Linked DNA regions of Mus musculus: region 1 is linked to region 2. A link is a contact called in public Hi-C data. All regions are on one chromosome and are shown on one strand. The core of a region is the stretch at or near the end of the contact, and the rest is flanking DNA. Distances in the headings are between cores, read along the strand shown. Region 1 holds the start of Lcorl (ligand dependent nuclear receptor corepressor-like). Region 2 overlaps Lcorl (ligand dependent nuclear receptor corepressor-like).

What was found. Hi-C and Micro-C count contacts between places; a contact is called where the count stands out from the background.
Region 1: a Hi-C map of rod photoreceptor shows a contact between it and region 2, with 1.9 times the contacts expected there. The contact joins the promoter of Lcorl here to the enhancer-like site in region 2. A contact is called at or near these places in 3 of 484 Hi-C or Micro-C datasets (Sertoli cells, cortical neurons and rod photoreceptor), 5 of 115 datasets of contacts at active chromatin or transcription factors (CD8 T cells, the SCID.adh cell line, bone marrow-derived macrophages and 1 more) and 2 of 9 other capture datasets (adipose tissue and pancreatic islet).

The regions. Positions count from the first base shown.
Region 1 is chr5:45,855,733-45,861,059 of GRCm38.p6, reverse strand. It overlaps Lcorl (ligand dependent nuclear receptor corepressor-like), which reads left to right and starts at 3,520. Exons shown (of 7, transcript NM_001163073.1): 1 at 3,520-3,713. The coding sequence starts at 3,563.
Region 2 is chr5:45,789,532-45,794,567 of GRCm38.p6, reverse strand. All of the region lies in intron 2 of Lcorl (ligand dependent nuclear receptor corepressor-like), which reads left to right. Among named protein-coding and RNA genes, the nearest start is that of Gm3414, 64 kb to the right of the region's middle. Within about 2 kb of position 2,502, at least 3 of the 459 cell types and tissues checked have an H3K27ac peak or open chromatin away from gene starts, as enhancers often do. A contact at or near this core is called in rod photoreceptor, where this site is marked.

The DNA of each region.
Region 1 (5,327 bases), core at 2,271-4,770, 65 kb before region 2:
TACCTCTCCTGGGCATATATCCAGAAGTTGTTCCAACTGGTAAGAAAGAACATGCTCCTCTATGTTCATAGCAGCTTTATTTATAATAGCCAGAAGCTGGAAAGAACCCAGATGCCCCTTAACAGAGGAATCGATACAAAAAATGTGGTACATTTACACAATGGAGTACTACTCAGCTATTAAAAAGAATGAATTTATGAAATTCCTAGGCAGATGGATTGACCTGGAGGGCATTATCTTGAGTGAGGTAACCCAATCACAAAAGAACTCACATAATATGTACTCACTGATAAGTGGATATTAGCCCAGAAACTTAGAATAACCAAGGTACAAGATACAAAGCACATGAAACTCAAGAAAAACGAAGACCAAAGTGTGGACACTTTGCCCCTTCTTAGAATTGGGAACAAAACACCCATGGAAGGAGTTATAGAGACAAATTTTGGAGCTGAGACGAAAGAATGGACCATCTAGAGACTGTCATACCTGGGGATCCATCCCATAATCAGTCTCCAAACGCTGACACCATTGCATACACTAGCAAGATTTTGCTGAAAGGACCCTGTCTCTTGTGAGACTAAGCCGGGGCCTAGAAAACACAGAAGTGGATGCTCACAGTCAGTTATTGGATGGATCCCAGGGCCCCCAATGGAGGAGCTAGATAAAGTACCCAAGAAGCTAAAGGGGTCTGCAACCCTATAGGTGGAACAACAATATGAACTAACCAGTACCCCCTGGAGCTCGTGTCTCTAGCTGCATATGTATCAAAAGATGACCTAGATGGCCATCAGTAGAAAGAGAGGCCCATTGGTCGTACAAAATTTATATGCCTCAGTCCAGGGGAACGCCAGGGCCAAGAAGTGGGAGTGGGTGGGTAGGGGAGTGGGGCGGAGGGTATGGGAGACTTTTGGGATAGCATTGGAAATGTAAATGAGGAAAATACCCAATAAAAATATTAAAAAAAGAAATGATTGTGCTTTTAAGGTACTGTTAAAGATTGACTTGCTACATAATAACAAATGATTGATACAATAGGTATAGGAAGTACTTGTGACAACACTGTCTTTCTACAGAGTATCAATAGCTTCATATCACATATTTGGTATGTTAAAATCTGTTGCAGCTGAATTTTTGGTGTAAAAGACAATATTGGATATGACCCTCTTTCTCCTGTTGGCTTTCTAGATATTCTAATTATTCATCAAGTCAATAGATAACAATTAAGTATCAACTGAGTATCAGGAATAACACTAGATGCTTAGACTGATATGACCTGACCTTTCTATGTTTATGGGGATTGTTATAATGGACTGACAATACATGCTATGAAAGATTCTACGCTATTAACAATGAAACTGATTTCCAAAATTATTTCCATGTTGTTGTATCTAGTCATGGTTTCCTCCTTGTCTCAGAAAGTCCAGAGATGTGTTCTATTCCTCTTTGTATTTTCTCTTTATTTGGGAGAAATATTTAATTCCCCCTTTCATGGGACTTACACATCTTCCTATTGTGTAGCATAATATATTACCCATATTGACACTGGGCTTGGCAATGTTACTTGTTTTAACCATTGAGACTTAAATGTGATCCATGTTGAGACTTGATGGGCTAGGGTGGGGGGAGATATCTAGGGGGTTCTCCATTTCCTCAGAGGAGGAAAGGGGGAGAGGAACGGTGGGGGAGGGGGGACAGAGGTCTGGATGTAAAGTGAATAAATAAAAAAATGGTCATGATTAGGGGCTAGTAGCTCTCATGCTGCCTTTTGGAACCCTGTGACAGCCACCATGTGGACAAGTCAGGGTAGACCCTTGAAGAATAGGAATACTGGTTTCTGTGATCCTGGCAGACAGCTATTCCCCCAGAAATGAAAGTCCCTTTATCTGTGAAACCACCTCACTATCCCATAGTTGATATTTTAAGCTATTAAGTTTTGGATGGTTTGTTAGGCTCTCATAGTTATTTAGTCCACCATTCCTTTCAAGTTAGCATGAGCACATACTTTCATTAAGTAACTTTAATCAGACACTTCTAGAAGCTGGGCCATGCTTTTGGGTCCTGTTCTCATGTCTCTTTTGATGGTGCCTGATGAGCTTTCAGATGGAAACAACTATTCCATCTTCCCACTCTAAACTATGGAGATAAGCCACTCCTATTTTAAATTTCAGTTTCTGAACCGCCATCTAGACTATCTCTACTCTACACATCACCTTATTCTAGCCTCCCAAATGATAAGATTGCAAACATATATTCATAAACACATGGCTTCAAACTTCACATTCGAAAATTTCTGATGAAGATGTAATGCTACATTTTTACTTCTGATGCAACAAACGCTGAGCAATAAACTACTCTAAGAAGAAAAAAGAATGATAGATAAGACTATACCACAAGATAGGGCAATACAGAATTGAGAATTTGAGTTCCTAAGAATTAAAATATTTTTTTCCGCAAAGGTGAGTATAAATGCCCAGTAATGTACAGCACTTCTCTGTAAACTCTGGATGGCTTACAAGCTCTTGGTCCCCTGTGACAATACTGACATAAGTGTAGAAATGGCTCTGGTGCAAAAGTTTTTTTTTTTTTTTTAAGTAATTTTAAGTATATACTTAATCAAAAGATTCTCCTCTCCCCAAGGAAGTTTTCTCTAGCACAGAGCAGGATCCATCTATAACAATTACAAAGTGTTAAATCCCATGCAAGGTTAGTTCCCCCGATTTTTGTAACTAATCTCGCTTTTCAAGATCTCTTCGCTTCACAAAACTGATGTCCTCGCACATCTTTTCTGGATGCAGTAGGATGATTGGCAAGCGCTTTCGCTGAAAGTGAAGATAGATGACATTGACCCTGAAAAGTTTCCAGCACTTAAGGAGCTGCCTAGCCCAGCACCGCCAACTCTTGAGGCTTCCACCGTACTCCCCTCTTGGAACTCGAGGAAGCAAGCATTTGGGCGGAGGGAGTTAGAGGCTAAACCCACTGGGGGCAAAACATTAGAAGTCTGGGGCCGAGCTGCTATCTGGAAAAGTGCGAACTGGCTAGGCTAGGAGAGCGCTCAACGCGAGAGGACTACAAAGCCCAGAGGGCACAGCGTCGCTCTCTTGCGCTCCTCTACGGGACCTGCACGCAATGGAGGCTGGGAAATGAAGTCTTCGGACTTCCAGCGCTCCGCGCGAGGGCAGAAGGGAGGCGTTGCTGGTCCGCTCCTTCAGCACGCGGGTTCCTGGCTGGCCTCCGGGTTTCTCGCTCCCGCTCAGGGTTTTCGTGGACGGCGGGAGCAGTATGGCTTGCCTGAGTAAACTCTGGGGGGAGGAGGGGAAGGGAGTGGGTAAGGAGGCGGGGTCAGCGGAAGCGGCAGGTTGCTTCCTTCTCTCCGCGCTCCCTCCCCGCCTCTCCCCGAGGGAGCGGTGGGAGGGGGAGGGGAGGGCAGGAGGAAGGTAGTGACACGTGTCAATCAACCCCCCTCCGGGGGGCGCGCGCTCCGGGGCTCGCGCCGAGGGCTCGCGCCCCTGCCTCGTGCCTGCGCCGCTCGTATGTAAATGAGGGCGCGTGACGCGGGACGCAGATGGACAAGGGAAGAGAGAGAATGGCCGCTGCCGCCGCTGCTGCCGCCGCCGCCGCTGCCGCTCAGTGCCGGAGCCCTCGGTGCGCGGCGGAGAGGAGAGGATTCCGGCGGGAACTCGACTCTTGGCGCCACCGCCTCATGCACTGTGTAGGTAAGAGAGACACGGGCCGGGCCGGGCTCGGCGCCACGGTGCGGCTGCCGGAGGAGTTTGTGGCTGAGGGGTGTAGTTGGAGCTCCGGTTCGGGTCAGTTCAATGGGGAGCGATGGGAGCGGCGGCGGCGGCGGCGCGGCGGCCCCGGCGGCGCCTTTTGTCTCGGGGCTCCCTGCCCGGCGCGGTCCGCGCCCCGCCGCCCGCCTGCCCGGCTCCGAGCTCCCGGGGAACTGTTAGTTCGGACCCACTCTCCGAGCACCCCGCGGAAGCAGCCCGCCCGCTCGTGCTGCCCCGAAACTCCTCGGCGCCCGTCGCCACCCGCCGGTGCCCCTGTCACCGCGGCTCTCCACCGGGGCGGAGGGGACCCTGGAGCGGCGAGCCGGTCCGCGCCCCCGGCCGGGCGCTCACACACCCCCTTCTTGCGGCCCTGGGGCTGGCGGCGAAGACGCTGCCTAGTTCCTGGGACGCGGGACCAGGGGTTGCGGGGCGCTCGCGGGGCGGGGGGCGGGGGGCGGGAGAGGGTCGAGGGGCGATGGGGGCGGCGCCTGAGGGGCGGGGGGCGGCCGCCTCTGCCCTCTTGCGAGTGGCCTCGGATCTGTGTGTACCCCTTTAAGAAGGAGCCGCTCGAGCTGACGGTTGGGATTTGAAGTTCTTCCTCCCTCTTTGGAAGTCTGGACGGATGGGGGGTGTTGCTATGGCGACGGCACCCTCCCCACGCCCCCCCCCCCTTTCCTTGAGGACGCCCCGACGACTCCGGTCCTCTTTTCGCTGTCATGTGATGGACTCGCGTAGCCCTCCCCGCCTCCCATTCCTGTTCAAATGCAGTTCAGTTTTCCGTTTCGGTGGGGTCTGATCGGTTTTGCTTCAAACTTGCGCGCTCCCGGCTGTCATTCAGTGGGCTGCTCCGGGTAGCGGGAAGTACTGGGACTCCCTTACCTTGTTGCGGTCGCTGCTTTTCCTCACTCAGAGTGCGACGTGTGCCCACAGCTGTTACCCAGCAGGTTGGTTCAGTGCAACAGAGGGGCTGCGAGCGGAGGGTGTGCTTCGGCAGGGGTTACGGGGTAGCTTTTGAGGGGAGGAGGTGGGAGTGGAGGCTGGTCGGTGTTAGGAGTGGGTGGTTGCGTCGGTTTTCTTTTCTGACGAGTAGGTGTCAGCCTTTGGAGTTGAGTGTAGTAAGCTCAGTTCCTTGGGAAGACAACTCTCTCCTAACCGTGTTTTCATCTGTTCTTGCGCCACCTCGCGCCCTGTCCCCCTTCCCCATCCCTCGCAGATTTGCTTGGGTAGAGCCCTAAGGTCTGTCTTGTTTTCACTAATCATAGTAGATGAAACCAGATGCAACTCCAGTTCAGTAATGTGCCATACAGAATTATATATATATATATAAGCAGAAGGGAGGGCACTCTGATTTAGGAGCATTTCGGCGATGTTTAAGCAGTTTGCTCTTAAGAGCAGTGTGTCACCTCTCTAAAATGTATTTTGGTTTTATCTGTGGCAAAGTTATATGGAAGCGGGGGTGTGGTGTGGGAAAAAAAAAACAACCCATACTAAATGTGTGTCCGTACTTGTATTTCATGAATGCAAAGTGGATTCGTTTTGACAGTTACTTCTGTTTAG
Region 2 (5,036 bases), core at 1,253-3,752:
TACTGTGTGTGTGTGTGTGTGTGTGTGTGTGTGTGTACACACAGCATACACCACATTTTATTGTTCCTCTGTTATTGGACACCTAGATTGGTTCTATAACCTACTGTGGAGAGGGCTTCAGTAATCATTAATCTACAAGTATTCTTATAATGTTTTGATGTGGTTTTGTTTCTGCTTTGCTTTTGGTTTTGGTAAATAACCAAAAGTGAAGTAACTGAGTCACAAGGTAGAGTGAATATTGAGAATCAGTCATACTGACATCTATGTTTGGATTAGTTTTCATTCCCACCTGCAGTGTTTAAGTTTTGTCCATACCTCACCAGTATTTATTTTTCCTGTTTCTGAGACTTATTTTTTTTAATTATGTATACTACATGTGGGTATATCCACATGAGTGCAGATGACTTCGAAGGCCAGAGGCATTGGGGAGCTGGAGTTAGGGATGGTTATCAGCCTCCTGACATGAGTGATCCTCTGGAAGAGCCACAAGTGTTCCTAGCTGTGCGGCCATCTTTCCTGAGCCTGCTACTCAGTTTCTTAATGACTGCTGTGTTGATGAGTAGGATGGAATCTCAGTGCAGATTTGACTTAAATTTTTCTGATGACTCATGAGGCTGAACATTTGAAAACACTTTATTGGCTATTTGTGTTTCATCTTTTAATAACTGCACTTAATTAGTCCTTTTATAATAATTGGGTAGTTTGATTTATTGTTGTGTAGTTTTGTGAGAAACTTGGATGTTGTAAATATTAATCCTCTATGAGATGGATGGCCTGCAAAGACTTCCTTCCATTCTGCAGGCTCTCTTTTTACTAATTTGCTTCCTTTAATTTGATGATGCCCCATTAAATTGTTAAGTTTATTCCTAAGTGGCTGGAGTCCTGTTTCACTACTTTGGTCAGGTTCATTCCAAGACTGTGAATGGATTTTCCTGATTTCTTAACATGTTCTTTACTGGCACATATGAAGGTTATTGGTTTATATATGATAATTTTCTATTCTGCCACTTTGTTTAAAACTGTTTATTAGGTATAAGTGTTTTCTGGTAGAGTCTTTAGGATTTTTTATAGAGAGTAACACAATCCAAAAATAAGGATATTTTTACTTCTTCCTTTCCTATTTGTTTCTCTTTTATTTACTTCTCTTACTGCTCCTAAGACTTTAGCTAACATTTCGAACAAGAGTAGAAAAACTGGACGACCTTGTCCTATTCCTGATTTTAGTGGAAATTCTTAAGAGTGTTTTCCCTTGTATTATAATATTGGCTGTAGGCTTATCATTTACAGCTTTTATTATGTTAAGTTACTTCTAGTCCTGTTCTCTTTGGGACTTTTATAATGAAGGGATGCTTGGTTTTATGAAAAGACTTTGCTGTATCTATTAAGATCACGTAGTTTCTGACTTTGAGTATCACAACTATTTGTTTTTTATTTGGGTGGAGCTCTTAGTGTGCTTAGGTGTCTTGGGGTTTCTATTGCTCTGAAAAGACACTGTGACAACAGCAACGCTTATAAAGGAAAACATTTAATCGGGGCTGGTTTACAGGTTCAGAGATATAGTCCATTCAGGAAGCACATATGCATACATGAGACTGGAGAAGGAGCTGAGAGTTCTATCTAGATCTGTGGGCAGCGGGAAGAGAGAGTGACTGACACTGGGCCTGGCTTGAGCTTCTGAAACCTCAAAGCCTACCTCCAGTGACACACTTCCTCCAACAAGATCACACTTAGCAAAAGGTCACACCTCCAGTAATGCCACTCCCAATGAGTATGTGTGCAGGGGGTGCATTTTCATTCAAATCGCCACACTAAGGGTTAGTCAAGCCCTCCAAGTGCTGGAGAGATGGCAAAACAGATCCGTCCTGCTAAATTCAGTGTTAAAGTAAGAAAATATGAAGAGCAGAGCTGGACCATGCAGTTTTCCCCACTATTAAGATCCTCAGCATTCCTTCTTGGATCCAAGATGCCTATCATATCCCTAGGCCTTCTTTGTCTCAGATGCTGGTTATGTATACCAAGGAGTTTTTATATGCTGTTCTCACCTACAGACCGTACTTTGGGAAATCAGGTTATAGATGCTGGTTCAGTAAATGGGCTTTTCTTCGTAAGTGTAGTCACAGATGCTGGCCATACCTGTTGGCAGTCCTTCAGGAATATAATTGGGAAGGCTTACTTTGCCCTTGTGTAACCTTTGAAACTTCATGTGTTCACCTGAAGACCCAGATTTCTACCTCTAAGCTGATAACTAGTGTGTGGTTCTGATTCAGTTTCTTCCTATTATCAAGTATTCTGCTGACTTGCTTTCAGTTTACAGTCTTCTGATACTTTTGCTGAGCTTGCTCAGAATATAGATCCTAGAACTCTTTTAACATGTTCTTGCATGGCTGCACCAGGTGCGTGCTGAATGCCAAGGCGAGACGTTTTCTTGCCATCTCTACTCTCTGCAAGTGCCAGTGAGCATCCTTAGTCTGGCTCTGTCTTCTTTCTGCTTCTTAATAGTCTCATTAGTGTAAGTATAGTACAGATTTTCTAAGTCTCTCTGTCTTAAGCCCTGGATCTGGCCATCTGCTGTTGGCATTCCTTTCATTGCCAGCCGTGAGCTCCCAAAACGAAGACAGCCTTCCTGCCCGGATGGACGTTTGGCTTTTTATCCTACTTTATAAAATTCCCCATTTTACTGTACTGTTGAAGTTAGAGACATTTTAGGGTTGCTTTCCTCCCTGTTTCCTGCAGAGCCTATTAAACTATGGTTTCATATCAACTCAAGGAATCTCAGATTTTAAGTGGATAATCCAGTGAGCTTTGTCAGATATTTGTCAGTTTTTATTTTTCATTTTACTTTTTTATTTTTGTAGGTTTGTTTTTGCTTAGAAAGGAGCACATTTGACTTGGTGAGTTTATGCACTGAATTTGCTCTCTGACAGGGCATCTCTTCTGGTGTAGTTTAAGGGCTTTTTACTGAGACAGTGTTTAGATACAAATTCGAAAGAAAAGCAATGGCTTGAAGTTTGGAAGCTGGTTGTTTTTGGTTTTTGTTTTGTTTTTCTATTGAGTTTGAGGATGCCATTTGTGTCTGTAATGATACACTTAAAAACTGTAAATTCCGCCCTTCCTAGCATTGGTTCTGAAAACTGTGGAGCCTTTTATTGTAATTCATCAAGGGAGGAAAGTCCTTCTTGGTAGTATTGGCAGTAATGATTTTGGGAATGAATAATAATAGGAAAAAGTGTTTTCATTTAAAAAAATAACGTTCTTTTTTTATTTAGAATAGATTTTCTTTCACATAATGGATCGTTCTTACACTTTCCCACCATCTGTTCCTCACACTCCTCTCCACTTGCTCTCCCATCCAGATGTGCTCCTCTTCAGACTCATTAGAAAACAAAGAGGGTTCCAAGGAGCAATAATAAAATATAAGATAAAACAAAAATAACACATCAAATTACACAACACAAACAGAATAAAAGAACCCAAAGAGAAGGTACAAAAATCAGAGAGCCACACATTCCTGTATCCAGGAAATCACATAAAAACAGTGGACTAGAAGCCATACTGTATGTGCAGACAAACTGGTGTAGACCCATGCAGACCCTGTGCATGCACAGGCTCTGTGAATTCACATGAGCTTGGATCGTGTTGATTTTGAGGGCTTGTGCTAGTTTCTCCTTCCCCTCTGGCTCTTAATGCTCTTCTGCCTTGTCCTCTACATGGTTCCCTAAACTCCTATGTGAGCATTTCATGGGGACATCCCACTTAGGGTTTCCTGTTTCAAGGTCTCTAACTCTGCATAATATTTGAATGTGGGACTCTGTATTTGTTTTAATCTGCTTTAAGAAGAATCTTGAGCAAGGCACTGAACTATGAAACTATCTAGCAGAATATCAATAGGAGTTACTTTATAGCTACTTTTTTTTCTTTTAAATAAAAATGATATTTAGTTTTCCTCATAGGTTGGTTACCTAATCTGTTAGGTATAGGTTTCATCTTGTGGAATGAGCCTTAAGTTAAATCAAACATATTAGTTTGTTACTCCCACAGCTTTGTGCTATCGTTATACTATTGTAGATCGTTACACTATTGTATCGGACACCATTGTAGATCAAAGGATTTGTGGCTAGGTTGGTATTTACATTTCACTTTTGGTATTACACAGAGTACTTTCCCATAACAAAGATGTTAGCGTGAATGGGTGAAGACTTTATGTAAGTACTAGCTAGAGTTCAGTGAGATGTGTAGGTATTGTGTCTTCAGCATTGGAGCTTTTCTGTCAGTTAGTGGAAAGCAACCTGTAGTCTTGGCAACACCCTGGGTTGTTTGGAGATTCTTGTGGGACTCTTTTGACCAACATCTCAATCAGATATAACCCAATCCCAGGTCTTAGATTCATGGTGACAAAGAGATGACCAGTTGGAGCTCTCTTTTCCATCATTTGGTAATTTAATTTAGATGGCCTTCATATTTGTGTGTGTATGTGTATGTGTGTATGTATATGTATATGTATTAGGAAGCTTCTACTATTATGCTTCCATACTACGGCTCAGATGGCCCTTATTTTTAGCTGTCTCTCTCTGTATTCCTTTCTTTGCTCCCCTCCCACCTTGGTCTTCTTGTACCACTTCCCATCCATCCATCCATCCATCCATCCATCCATCCATTCATCCTTAAACTGTTTTATTTCCCTTTCCTAAATTGATTTATCCCTCTACCCTGCCCATCCTCCAGTACTTTACACTATACCTAGCCTTTGTGGTTCTACTATAGCATGATGACTATAGACTTAACCACTAATATCCATGTATCAGTGAAAACATACCATATTTGTCTTTCTGGGTCTAGAGTACCACACTCAGCATGATATTTTTTCCCTAGTTCTACCCATTTACCTACAAATTTCATGACCCACTTCCTGCAAGTATCCTCACCTTCTGTTGAGGAATATCTAGGTTATTTCCAGTTTCTGGTTGTTATGAATAAAACCAACAAGTATCTCTGGTAAAATGAAGAATCCTTTGGTATGTGCCTAAGAGTGGTATAGC